Linked DNA regions of Sus scrofa: regions 1 and 2 are each linked to region 3. Evidence: chromatin contacts called from public HiChIP or PLAC-seq data. All regions are on one chromosome and are shown on one strand. The core of a region is the stretch at or near the end of the contact, and the rest is flanking DNA. Distances in the headings are between cores, read along the strand shown.

Evidence for each region. HiChIP or PLAC-seq counts read pairs in DNA pulled down with a chosen protein or histone mark.
Region 1: a contact with region 3 is called in an H3K27ac HiChIP or PLAC-seq map of alveolar macrophages. The contact joins two enhancer-like sites. A contact is called at or near these places in 2 of 2 datasets of contacts at active chromatin or transcription factors (alveolar macrophages and skeletal muscle).
Region 2: a contact with region 3 is called in an H3K27ac HiChIP or PLAC-seq map of alveolar macrophages. The contact joins two enhancer-like sites. A contact is called at or near these places in 1 of 47 Hi-C or Micro-C datasets (embryonic fibroblasts) and 1 of 2 datasets of contacts at active chromatin or transcription factors (alveolar macrophages).

Annotation. Positions count from the first base shown.
Region 1 is chr13:199,072,814-199,076,744 of Sscrofa11.1, forward strand. No RefSeq gene overlaps it. Among named protein-coding and RNA genes, the nearest start is that of RUNX1, 440 kb to the left of the region's middle. Within about 2 kb of position 2,443, at least 20 of the 83 cell types and tissues checked have an H3K27ac peak or open chromatin away from gene starts, as enhancers often do. A contact at or near this core is called in alveolar macrophages, where this site is marked.
Region 2 is chr13:199,045,794-199,049,464 of Sscrofa11.1, forward strand. No RefSeq gene overlaps it. Among named protein-coding and RNA genes, the nearest start is that of RUNX1, 410 kb to the left of the region's middle. Within about 2 kb of position 1,573, at least 3 of the 83 cell types and tissues checked have an H3K27ac peak or open chromatin away from gene starts, as enhancers often do. A contact at or near this core is called in alveolar macrophages, where this site is marked.
Region 3 is chr13:198,338,314-198,342,095 of Sscrofa11.1, forward strand. No RefSeq gene overlaps it. Among named protein-coding and RNA genes, the nearest start is that of CLIC6, 90 kb to the left of the region's middle. Within about 2 kb of position 1,383, at least 20 of the 83 cell types and tissues checked have an H3K27ac peak or open chromatin away from gene starts, as enhancers often do. A contact at or near this core is called in alveolar macrophages, where this site is marked.

The DNA.
Region 1 (3,931 bases), core at 1,193-3,692, 740 kb after region 3:
CCTTTTAGGGCCGCACCCATGGCATATGGAGGTTCCCAGGCTAGGGGTCTAATTAGAGCTGTAGCCACAGCAATGCCAGATCCGAGCCACCTCTGTGACCTACACCACAGCTCATGGCAATGCCAGATCCTTAACCCACTGAGCAAGGCCAGGGATTAAACCTGCAACCCCATGGCTCCTAGCTGGATTCGTTTCTGCTGAGCCACGACAGAAACTCCCAAAATTTTTTAAAGCAATTGGTGTCTACAAGTAGACATCAGGTTTCTTTCTTCCTCCCTTCCTTCGTTTGTCTTTTTAGTGCCACACCTGCAGCATATGGAAGTTCCTGGAGCCAGAGGTAGAATCAGAGCTACGCCTGCAGCCTGTGCCACAGCCATGGCAATACTGGATCCCAGCTGCACTTGTGACATATGCTATTCCATAGCTGGTGACAATATTGGATTCTTAACTCACTGATCAAAGCCAAGGTTTGAACCTGTATGCTCACAAGACGTCAGATCCTTAACCTACAGCGACACAATGGGAACGCCTAAATATAAGGTTTCTTTCTAGACTTCTGATTTACACCCTGTGGGGGTCAACTGTTACTATAGATAAAGAATTTCTACTCAAATATGGAAATTAGAAAGCAATCAGAAAAGCTATTCAGGAGTTCCAATTGTGGTGCAGTGGAAAAGAATTGGATTAGTATCCATGAGGTTATGGGTTCGATCCCTGGCCTCGGTCAGTGATCCAGCATTGCCATGAGCTGTGGTTTAGGTCACAGATGTGGCTCGGATCCTGCCTTGCTGTGGCTGTGGTGTAGGCTGGCATTTGTAGTTCCAATTCGACTCCTAGCCTGGGACCCTCCATAGGCCGTGGGTGTGGCCCTAAAAAGCAGAAAAAAAGAAAAAGAAAGAAAATAGAAAAGTTATTCAAAACCAATGATCCAGCCATATTTTGCATCTTAGGTGCAATAAGGATCACCTGAGCACAAGATGACTCTGATAAAACCTCTCAGCCTGAGTTCCCCCCAAATCCATATTCTTTCAGGGACTGAATCCTGCTGTTTCCCCCAAACTGGAATATTGTTTTCCTCAAATTCCTGGACTCCTTGAATTCATCCACTTCCAGTTCAGATCTGAGGTCCTCTGCCACTCGCAACATGGTCCTCACAGTCTGGGAATGTGCTGCCCTCCCTGCTTACAACTCAGGATAAAACCGAAAATTTTCCCATGTCCTCTAGGCTCCCATATGCTCAACATCCAACTTACTGTCCCAGATCCACGTAGAGTCTCTCACCTTCACTCGCTCTAAGCTCCAGCCTCGTGATTTCATGATCTTGCCTCACACACCCTGCCATCCCACGAGTACAGGTCTCAGCTTAAATGGCACCTCCTCCAAGAAGCCTTCCTGGCCCAGAGCCCCTTGCTCACATTCCACCTGGCAAAAGACTATTTGTATTGACCACCTTTCACCTCTCAAAATGTTCTTTTTAAATTAATAGCTACTTTTAGAGCAGTTTCAGGTTCACAAAAAAATTGAGCAAAAAGTACAGATCGTTCCCATGGACTCCTTCCCACACCACGATATTCCCCTCTTATTCACGTCTTGTATTAGTGTGTGGTATGTTTGTTACAACTAAAAATATTACATTATTATTAACGAAAGTCCATAGGTTACACTTGTGTTGATTCTTTGGGCTGTATATTTTATGGGTTTTGACAGTTGTCTGGTGTTATATGCCCACCGTGACAGTATCATACAGAATTAGTTTCACTGCCTTAAAAACCCCTTGTGCTCCATTCACTCACCCTTCCCTCCCTCCCCTCAACCTCTGGCAACCACTGATATTTTGCTTGTCTTTTTTTCAACAGTTTGCCTTCTCAAGAATGTCATTGAGTTGGAATCATATAGTATTAGCCTTTTCAGAGGGGTTTCTTTCACTTAGCAATACATATGTAGGGTTCCTCCGTGTCTTTTTGTGGCTTATATTTCATTTATTTTTATTGCTGAATACTATTCCATTGTATGGATATAGCACTCTATTCATTCACTTGCTGAAGGACATGCTTTCAAGTTTTGGTAACTATGAATAGAGCTGCTATAAATATCTGTGTGAACATAGGTTTCTCAGCTCATTTGGGTAAACACCAAGGAACACCATTGCCAGATCACATGGTAAGACTCTGTTTCACTTTGCAAGAAACTACCAGACTGCAAAATGTTTTCTTGATTGCCATTATCATTTTACCTTCTTTTTTTGGAACAGTAATGTTTGAGAGTTAATCTAAACCATACTGGTCTTATTATAGTCACAAAACTAAAGCCTTGGGGAGGAAGGAGGGGCAGCAGATTGAGAAGGAAAGAAAGAAAGAAATTGCTTAGGAGAGCAAGACCCTTTTGCACAGCCTGCTTGGTAAGAAGGAGGATTTCCTGTTTTCTCTGCATTACAGACCACATGCTGCTGGTCTCATCATCACAGACAAACAGCAGCATCTGCCAGCCTGCTGGGCAGTCACAAGCACAGAGCTTCTGAGTTGCAGAAACACCTCTTGATAAATTCCACTCCTCCCGGGCCAGAGGTTTACATGACCTGTTGCAGCCCTTTTGGACACAACCTGAACACAAGCAAGGTGAATTTTTCCTCTGTATCTTGTTAACACACATAGAACAGGAGAGACTGAACCCATGACTGTTAATGATCACAGCAGAGAGTCAATGCCAAAGCATCACAGTCAGTGCCAAAACCCTGACATTCACCCAAAGCAGCCACTCCTGAAACTTCTTCACTGAACAGTCTTGGGCTCAACCTGGAAAAGCACATTTCATGAGTAAGGAGGGCAAGCTGCACCCAGATTGGGGGCCACTTGCCTTGTAATCTTAGGAACTTCACTGACTTCTCTGCCTCCCACGTCCACCATCAGCAACCAACCTTAAACTGGAATAACATCGAAAACCATGTGAGCCACTCAGACAAAACACAATTTATAATATTTTAATCACTACCGGGCTAGACAAGCCTCTCCCAACACAAACTTCCCACACTTCTTCCATTCCTTTTATTTCCCTCCCACGAATCCACAGAGTCCCTCCACGGAGGAGATATTGCAAAACCTCTGCAGCAAATGGGATGTAGCTTCCAGTCGTTTGCGTGTCTTCATGGGAACTGATACAAAAATGTGGTTTCATGTATCAGGAAAGCTTCTTCCAAGGCAGATGGGTGACACTGCCCATTTAAGATGTTAACTCAAGACCAGTACCTCTCTGCAGGGTATGTTGGCTCTAGAAACCTTGTACCTGGGTTAGGATCTGTAGGTGGTTTCTGCTGAAGAAAATGCATGTAAATTAAGAGACAAAACTCTGACTGGGCCTTTCAGGTTTGGTTGGTTGTTTTTTGTTTGTTTTTGTTTTGTTTTGTTTGTTGCCTCTTACAAAAGAGATGGCCTAATATTTCCCTTTAAGTTTATGATAAATTGAAAATTGTGTTTGTTTTTTTTTAGGTTATAAATGTCAAAAGAAGCCTATCCTTTGTATCAGGCAGAGTTAAAATATGCTTACCTTCTTTTTTTTTTTTTTAACCTGGAAAAATTCCCCTGAATTGAAAAATAAGCCTCCGCTCTTTGTGTAAGTCACAACAAGGCTTCTTTGGGGGCAAACCACTGTCTGCAGGTTTCCGATAGAATCTTTGCAGCAAACCCAGCAGCCACACACACAGCCGTGCCAAGATTCTCGCCAAGACGTCTTCCAAATTAGTAGTAGTAGTATCATTATTATTTTTGGTTATTCTTTTTGCCCAGAGCAAATACTGAAGTATAGAACCTTTAGAAATGCTCTGAATTTCATTACAAAGAAAATCACAAATATTGCTTCATAATCTCTTGCTTTCATTTAATCTCAGTCAGTGGGAGAGAGAAGTGCCATTACTTTGTCTAGCCATCCTCCTGACTCT
Region 2 (3,671 bases), core at 323-2,822, 710 kb after region 3:
GAGAAGGGATCTGAAGTAGCAGATACAATTTTACATTTGTCATTCACTAAAGACACGTGCTGCTGCCATCTTTAAACAGCCATGAGGTCTTGATGAGGTTACCCAGAGTTCTCCCATCAGAACTATTTCTAAGACACAAGTCCTTGTTCCGATGCAAACAAAAAAATCTGTTGCCAAGGAAAATGAAAGTCTGGGCTTCCCACAAACAGCAAAAGTGAGCGAGATAAGAAATTAGAGTTCAAGGCAAGCACAGCTTGGTGATAGGAGCTCAGCTTGGGAGACTGACTGCTTGGGTTTGAATCCCGGTTTGGTGCCACTAGCCAACTATTGTCGGGTTTCTGTTTCCTCATCTTTGAAAATATTGTTTCCTTTTCACAGCCACACCTGAGGCATATGGAATTTCCTAGGCTAGGCATAGGCAGCTGCAGGCCTATGCCACAGCCACAGCAGACCCAAGCCACATCTGGGACCTATACTGTACCTTGTGGTAATGCCAGATCCCTCACCCATTGAGTGAGGCCAGGGATGGAACCCACGTCCTCATGGAAACTATGCTGTGTTCTTAACCCGCTGACCCACAACAGGACCTCCCTGTTCCCTCGTCTTTAAATAAAAACTTCCAGTATAGGAACTGGGGAAGAATGAGAAGGAAGCTCTTAGGGGATGCTATGAGGGTAAAATGAGTCACCTGATATCAAGTGCTTAGTATCAGATCTGTATGAATCGCTCAATAAATTTGCATCATCTTCATTGGAAGAAGAGAATGTTCACAGAGTATGGATGCCTCCCATTGACTCCATGGACAATCATAATAGTCGTTTGCATCCCACTAAATAAAAGACAGCCAAGGGTTCCCACTGTGGTGCAGTTGGGTAATGATCAGGCTTGTCCATTTGGAGTCTCTGGTTCAATCCCTGGTGCAGGGCATTGAGTTTCATGACCCAGGATTGCTGTGGCAAAGGTCGCAGCTCTGGCTCAGATTTGCTCGCTGGCCCAGAAACTTCCATATGCCTCGAGCATAAACAAAAAAGGAGGAAAAAAAAAAAAAAAAGAGAGAGAGAGAGAGAAAGATACTGCCAATGGCTAGTTCTGTCCACTGCCCATGCTAAGTGACGTTAAGCTTCCTTGTTTTCCCTAGAAAATGAGCTTATGTATGTCTGAACTGGGATCATGTCAACTCTACACTTTTGAAAACTGTTGATTAATTGACAATTTTTTTTTTGCCACAACTTTGAAAGTATTTTATTTCCTTGAAATGAAACAAGGATTCATTCTTCTCTCTGTCTCTCTTCCTCTCTGAGTTCCCCACCTTCTGTCTTTCCCACATTCTCTCTCATTCTTTGGCTCTGTCTCTCTGTCTGTCTCTCTCCCTGGCACACACACGCATGTACATACATCATCACCGTCACCACTATCCTCCTAAAACAGAAGGATAGTATAAAGGAGGAAATACCACTGGCCTAATTTCCTAATGTAAACATTTTCATTTTATTGCCTATGGTGTCTCCAGTCATTCAAATGAACAGAATGGAGAAACTATCCCTGGTAACTTAAATGACTAGAACTGTGCTTACAACAGCCAGTCTTTGAAATTCTCTTATTCCTTACTTCCTCTTTCTCTCCTCTAGCTATGTAGCAGACACACAGAAAGCTGAGTGTCCTGAAAAATAAATGAACACATAGATTTATCCACCTAGAAGCCATGGGTTCTCTGCATCTCAAATTATAAATATTTGGGGGCAGAGGTTTAGTAAGACGAACTAAAAATCCCCCCACATCATTGCTCCTTCAGTTGGGTTCCTTTAAATACACAGAAGGAAATCTCAAAGTCTAAAATCCTTCCACTGGGGCTGCACCTGTGGGCAAATCACATCTAAGGAGCCTCAGAGACCATATGATGGCATAAAGAAAAATGCTGCATAAGTTAACACATTTCCCCGCAGCTTTAGTTGGGATAGTATCGGTGTATACATGTCTATTGCAAAACCACGATCACAGTAAGCTCAGTCAACCCCTCCACTGCCTCCCAAAATTATCATTGTTTGTGTGCAGTGATAAGATGTAAGGTCCACCTTCTCAACAATTTTCCTGTACCTGATACAGAGGTCCTTTAAAGACGTCGTGAGCACAGTTGTACAGCTTTAGGATCTTGCAGAGATTTTTAGGGGCAGAAGGCACCTGGGGAAGAGGAAGTAGAAAAGAGATGGGCTGAAGTCTTATTCTGATGAGACAAAAGCATTTCCTAGAAATCAGGATGGGAAGTCAGTTTTTACAGCATTTCACAGCTTCTGAAGATGCCCAGGTGGTTAAAACAGACTTTTTCTTAAGTCGACTAGCCTCTGGACCAATAGACCTGAGTTGGCTTCTCTGGGTCAGGATAGCACCCCCGCCTCAATTCATGGCACTATTTTCCCATAAGAGTTGTAGTGTCTCTAGAAATTCAAAAGATCTCAGAATGCAGGATAATCTTTGTTTAGTCAAAATCTCTTTAAAAGGTGTTGTTTTATAATGTCAGTTCCTAGAATTGCAGAAAAAAAAATCTCTGAAATTTTAAGTTTCTGCAGAAGAAATTAACCACAGTAATTTGTACTTTCCAATATTGTAGTCCATGACTCTGATGAAAGAATTCCAGCAGATTTCCTTCATCTGTAGTAAAATGTAAAAGATTTTTCTTACTCTTCTTACAACCAGGGCTTCAAAAAGGACCCAGCCAAATATAAATGTTCACCATTATACAAATCACAACCACATTCATATCTAAAAATTCAATTAGTTATCCAATGCAAATTAATTTTTTTCCTCCTGAAGTGTTGATAACACCAGGAAAGAATGATGCACAATGAAAGTTTGACACTATATATATATATATATATATATATATATATATATTCTAGTAAAAATCTGATATAACAATGAAGAGTATAATTGAGATAAATAAAATACAACATTAGGAGAGATTTATTTCTATACGGTTTTCCTGAAACAATTTCCTATTAGAAACGTCTAGAAATGTAGTAGCTTTATTCAGGAATTTATTAATTTCATGGTTCATTAACTCCTATTGCCAGGATGCACTGCACTGAAAATGCTACAGAAGATCTCTGCTTCACTTGGTTTCCCTGCAGCTGAATGGCTGATTATCAAAAGCCTTCTTAAAGTCCTTCTGTACATATTGCAAAGCCTTAAGACAAGTTAGAGGCACTGGGGGGGTCAGGGAGAATACGCTGGGTTGGACTTCAAATCCAGACAAGGCTCATTTTCAGTTGTTTTATTTCTAAAATGAAAAGCATTTCCCAAGCTCTCAGAGGAAGTTGGGCTGCTCAGTGATTTAAGTGCCATGTGATGAGTTCTCCATCTTAGTCACCACATCAGAATCAGCGATGTGACAACAGCTGTACTGTCCTAAATGCATCCTTTTCAAAGCACTTGATCCTGTTTGTTGATTTCGGAAAAGGAAGTGCCCGATGCAGGTCTTTCTTCTTTCGATGTGGGCAGTGGTGCCTCTGTTATCCAGTCATCCGTAGCTTCAGTAAACATCTTCCTTTTGTTTGATTTCCCACTCTTCAGACAATACTCTATTATACTTTTCAGGTTCTTAGAAAAAAATGTAAAAAATTCTTTTTTGTTTTCTTGTATTTTCTACTTTAAACAGGAAATCAGTGTTATCAGAA
Region 3 (3,782 bases), core at 133-2,632:
TGTGCCACAGGTGCAGCCCTAAAAAAGCAAAAATACATACATACATACAAGTTAATTGAAGAGAGTTCAGCTTGGGGACACACATTTCGTGTGCGTGTACGTGTGTGTGTGTTGGAGCTTTTTTACTTATTTAAAACATGTTATCTAGAGCAAGAAATCCCCAGACATACCAGCCCAGAGCCGTAAACCACGAGAGACCAGACAGCCTTCAAAATATGCAGAGATGGCAACTCCTCATGGGCGAAGCCAGTCATGGGTCTTCGAGCGGACTGAGCTGCCAGCAGCCCCCTGGGGTGACTGGGTTATGATGGGGGACAGTCCCGCAGACCTGGCACTCTGCATCTTGTCAGTGCTGGGCATGACGCCCTTTTCTGAGCGCTTTTTGAAGCTTTTATACCCTGCTGGGCTCTGGGCCTCAGATGCAAAGGGAGTCAATAACTCTGCAAAAAGTCACCAGACAATTTATCCCCTTGGCACCAAGCCTAGAATTCTAATCAGTTCTTGACTGCTTCAAAGTCTTCTTGCTTTGGATCTTCCAAATTGAAAATAAATATCGAGGGCAATTACCTTCCTTTAGCCCTCTGATGTTGAAGATTGGTTCTCATCCATTAATTCAAGAAACTTCTCGTTTCTTTGGGAAGGTATTGGCCCTTGGAACTCTTAACTCAGTATCAACACAGTCCTCTAGGTTTTGAATTTTTTTAAAAGAGAGGATTTATTATACTCTAGGTTAGTATTTTCCTATTTTGAAGAAGTCTTGATCATACCAGACGCTCTTCCAAGGGGTAAAAAAAAGCCGGTTTCTTCCTATTACTGGATGCCCGCTATCCTCAGAGCATCCTCAAGAGGGCAGCAAAGTACAACGTCTGGTCGCATTTCCCGGCTGGGGCAGCCCCTGAACCCTCAGAGCGGATTTGGAACTTGCCTCCCTGCGGGGTGCGGAGCGAGGGGTGAAGAGCAAGGATGGTTACTGGGTTACTGATCGCCTTCTTAGGCAGTTCTCTGGGCTCGCCAGGAAAGCACATCCCCTGGAAGGAAAGCCAGAGCTCCCCCAGTCTCATTTTCAGAGAGCTGCGAACATGACCAGACCTATTAATTACTTAATTGAGGTTCTGGGCTTTGAAGATGAAAAGTGGCGAGTTCTGCTGTCTCCAGTCCGGGGAGCTCTTTCTCGGGGCCCTTCTGAGTCTCGCTTTCAAGTTACCAGGTTCATTTTGGTGACCTTCTCGGGCGATAGGGATAACCCATCCCGCCCCTGTGGGTCAAGGGAGTGTTATCTCCTGAAACCACTTCCTTGAGCTCAAGTCACACTAAGCCGACCACAGCGTCCCAGCAGAGGGCTTGGTCGCACTTAGCGTGTGTCTCTGTCACCGTGCCCTGACCGAGTCACAGGCTCCCAGTGGTGGCTGAGAAGCAGCAGGGGATGCTGGCTCATGAATGACTCTGCTGGGCTGAGACCAACTGAAACGGGGGAGCCTGGTGGCTTTGTGGCCCTGCCTGGGGCATAGAGTCTCAGCCCCATAATTGACTGGCACCTCCGGGCACCAGGCCAGCTTGGCCTGAATTCCCTCATCCCGGGGAAGGGGACAGGGAGAGTGGGAGGAAGAGGAGGGAGTCGCCTGCACACGTGGGATAAAGACACAGGCAATAATGGAAACATTAAGCCGATGCTTCGTTTACAAACAACTTTCACATCCGACGTTATCTCGCGGGAGTCTCTGAAAGGCTGCGTGAAGTTGAGGACGTGCGTGGGAAAAGCGGCCAGCAGGATCCTGGAGCCACAGAAAGAAAAGAGTTGCGGGCAGGAAGTGAGGACCCGGAGCAGAGCGTCTTCCTTGAAAGCCCTCCTTCCTCCAGTCCGCCCTCCCACCCGCCTGTCTTCGGATTAGATGGAAACCTGGTTGTGGTTGGGAAGGCAAAATCCGAAATGCAACCATCCCCGAATTGGGACCCGCACCTCAGATTGGAGCCTTCTTGGGTACAGAATTTAAAATTAATCCTTATCAAGCGGGGCTATTGACACACCCTGCAGCTCCTAGTCATTCTTGCAGATGTTGTAAATACTTCTCCTTTGCATCTGGACTGAAAGGCAAGAGAAATCACTTAGGAAACTACAAAGTCCAGATTCACTACCGAGGGCTGGAGAGAAAAGAAGCCCGCGCTCCAGGGCGGGGTCTTTTCCTGCGCTGGGCGAGCGTGTTTTCTTCCCCAGCACAGGTGTCTTTTCACTGCAGCCCAGGGCCTCGCCCGATTTTGCGTTACCTGATGTTTTGAGGGCCTGAGCACAGTTTCTGTGGCTGGATTATTACAGCCTCAGGAGCAAAACCTTGACCTGCTTCGTTTGAAAGCACCCGGCACAGGTCTGCTTAGGTTGTCTTCCACGCAGGCACGTGGATGCGCCGGTGGACGGAGCGGAGACAGGCAAGGGGCAGATTCATCAAGATAGCTGTGGTTGGTGAAGTCCTTTTGGTTACAAACCACAGAAGTGGATTCTGGCTTATCGATTTAATCAAAGTGAATTGAAAACTGGGGATGCTCTGGAGGGAGACTGGGGTTTCACGGTTCAGAGGGGGTGTTGGTTAAGTTGCCCCTTCCTCGCTCAGCTGTCCCTCTTACCGAGAGATGCCCTTGACACCACAGGCGTCAACTCCTGGTGTCTAGGTTTGCTGGTCCAACCACCAACTCCCAAGAGCCTGGGTCTTCTAAGATCAATGGGGTGTGGCTAGAGGGTCAGTGTGAGTGTGTGTGTATGTGTGTGTGTAAGCGTGCACGCTCGACCTGAGGAGCTTTTCCAGGTTGTGTATTTCATATCATATACTTTCATGCATTATTTTGTATGAAACCCTTTGGGGAGTAAGGGGGAGGTCTTTTTTTTTTTTTTTTTTTTTAATACTGAATGCTGAACTCAGCAGGAGAGAGCCCTGAGCTCTAGAACTTTCTTCATTTAACTCTTTACATATTTCCTACAAGATAGCATAGTTTCTTTAAGGGCTATCATGTTTCTTTTTTAAATTTTTTTTCAGGGTCTTTTTTTGTATTTTTTAAATTATAGTTTATTTACGATGTTTTGCCAGTTTCTACTGTACAGCAAAGTGACCCAGATATATATATATATATATATATATATATGTGTATATATATGTGTATACACACACACATATATATACATACATTCTTTTTCTCATATCATCCCCCATCATGTTCTATCCCAAGAGACTGGACACAGTTCCCTGTGCTATACAGTAGGACCTCATTGCTTATCCATTCTTTTTTTTTTTTTTTTGTCTTGCCTTTTCTAGGGCCGCTTCCCACAGCATATGGAGGTTCCCAGGCTAGGAGTCTAATCGGAGCTGTATCCACTGGCCCACGCCAGAGCCACAGCAACACAGGATCCGAGCCTCCTCTGCGACCTACACCACAGCTCACGGCAACGCCAGTTCCTTAACCCACTGAGCAAGGCCAGGGATCGAACCTGCTATCTCATGGTTCTTAGTTGGATTCGTTAGCCACTGTGCCAAGACAGGAACTCCTTGCTTATCCATTCTAAATGTAATTTGCATCTGCTAACCCCAAACTCCCCATCCATCCCACTCTCTCCCCTCTCCCCCTTGGCAACCACAAGTCTGTTCTCCATGTCTGTGGTTATCAAGTTTTCTGTTCATAGAAGTTTAAAAAACAGAGAAAAATATGGAGAACAAATTAACATTGCTCGTGATCCCACCATTCACAGAGAACAATTGTCTCCTTTGGTTGATATATATATATATATATATATATATATA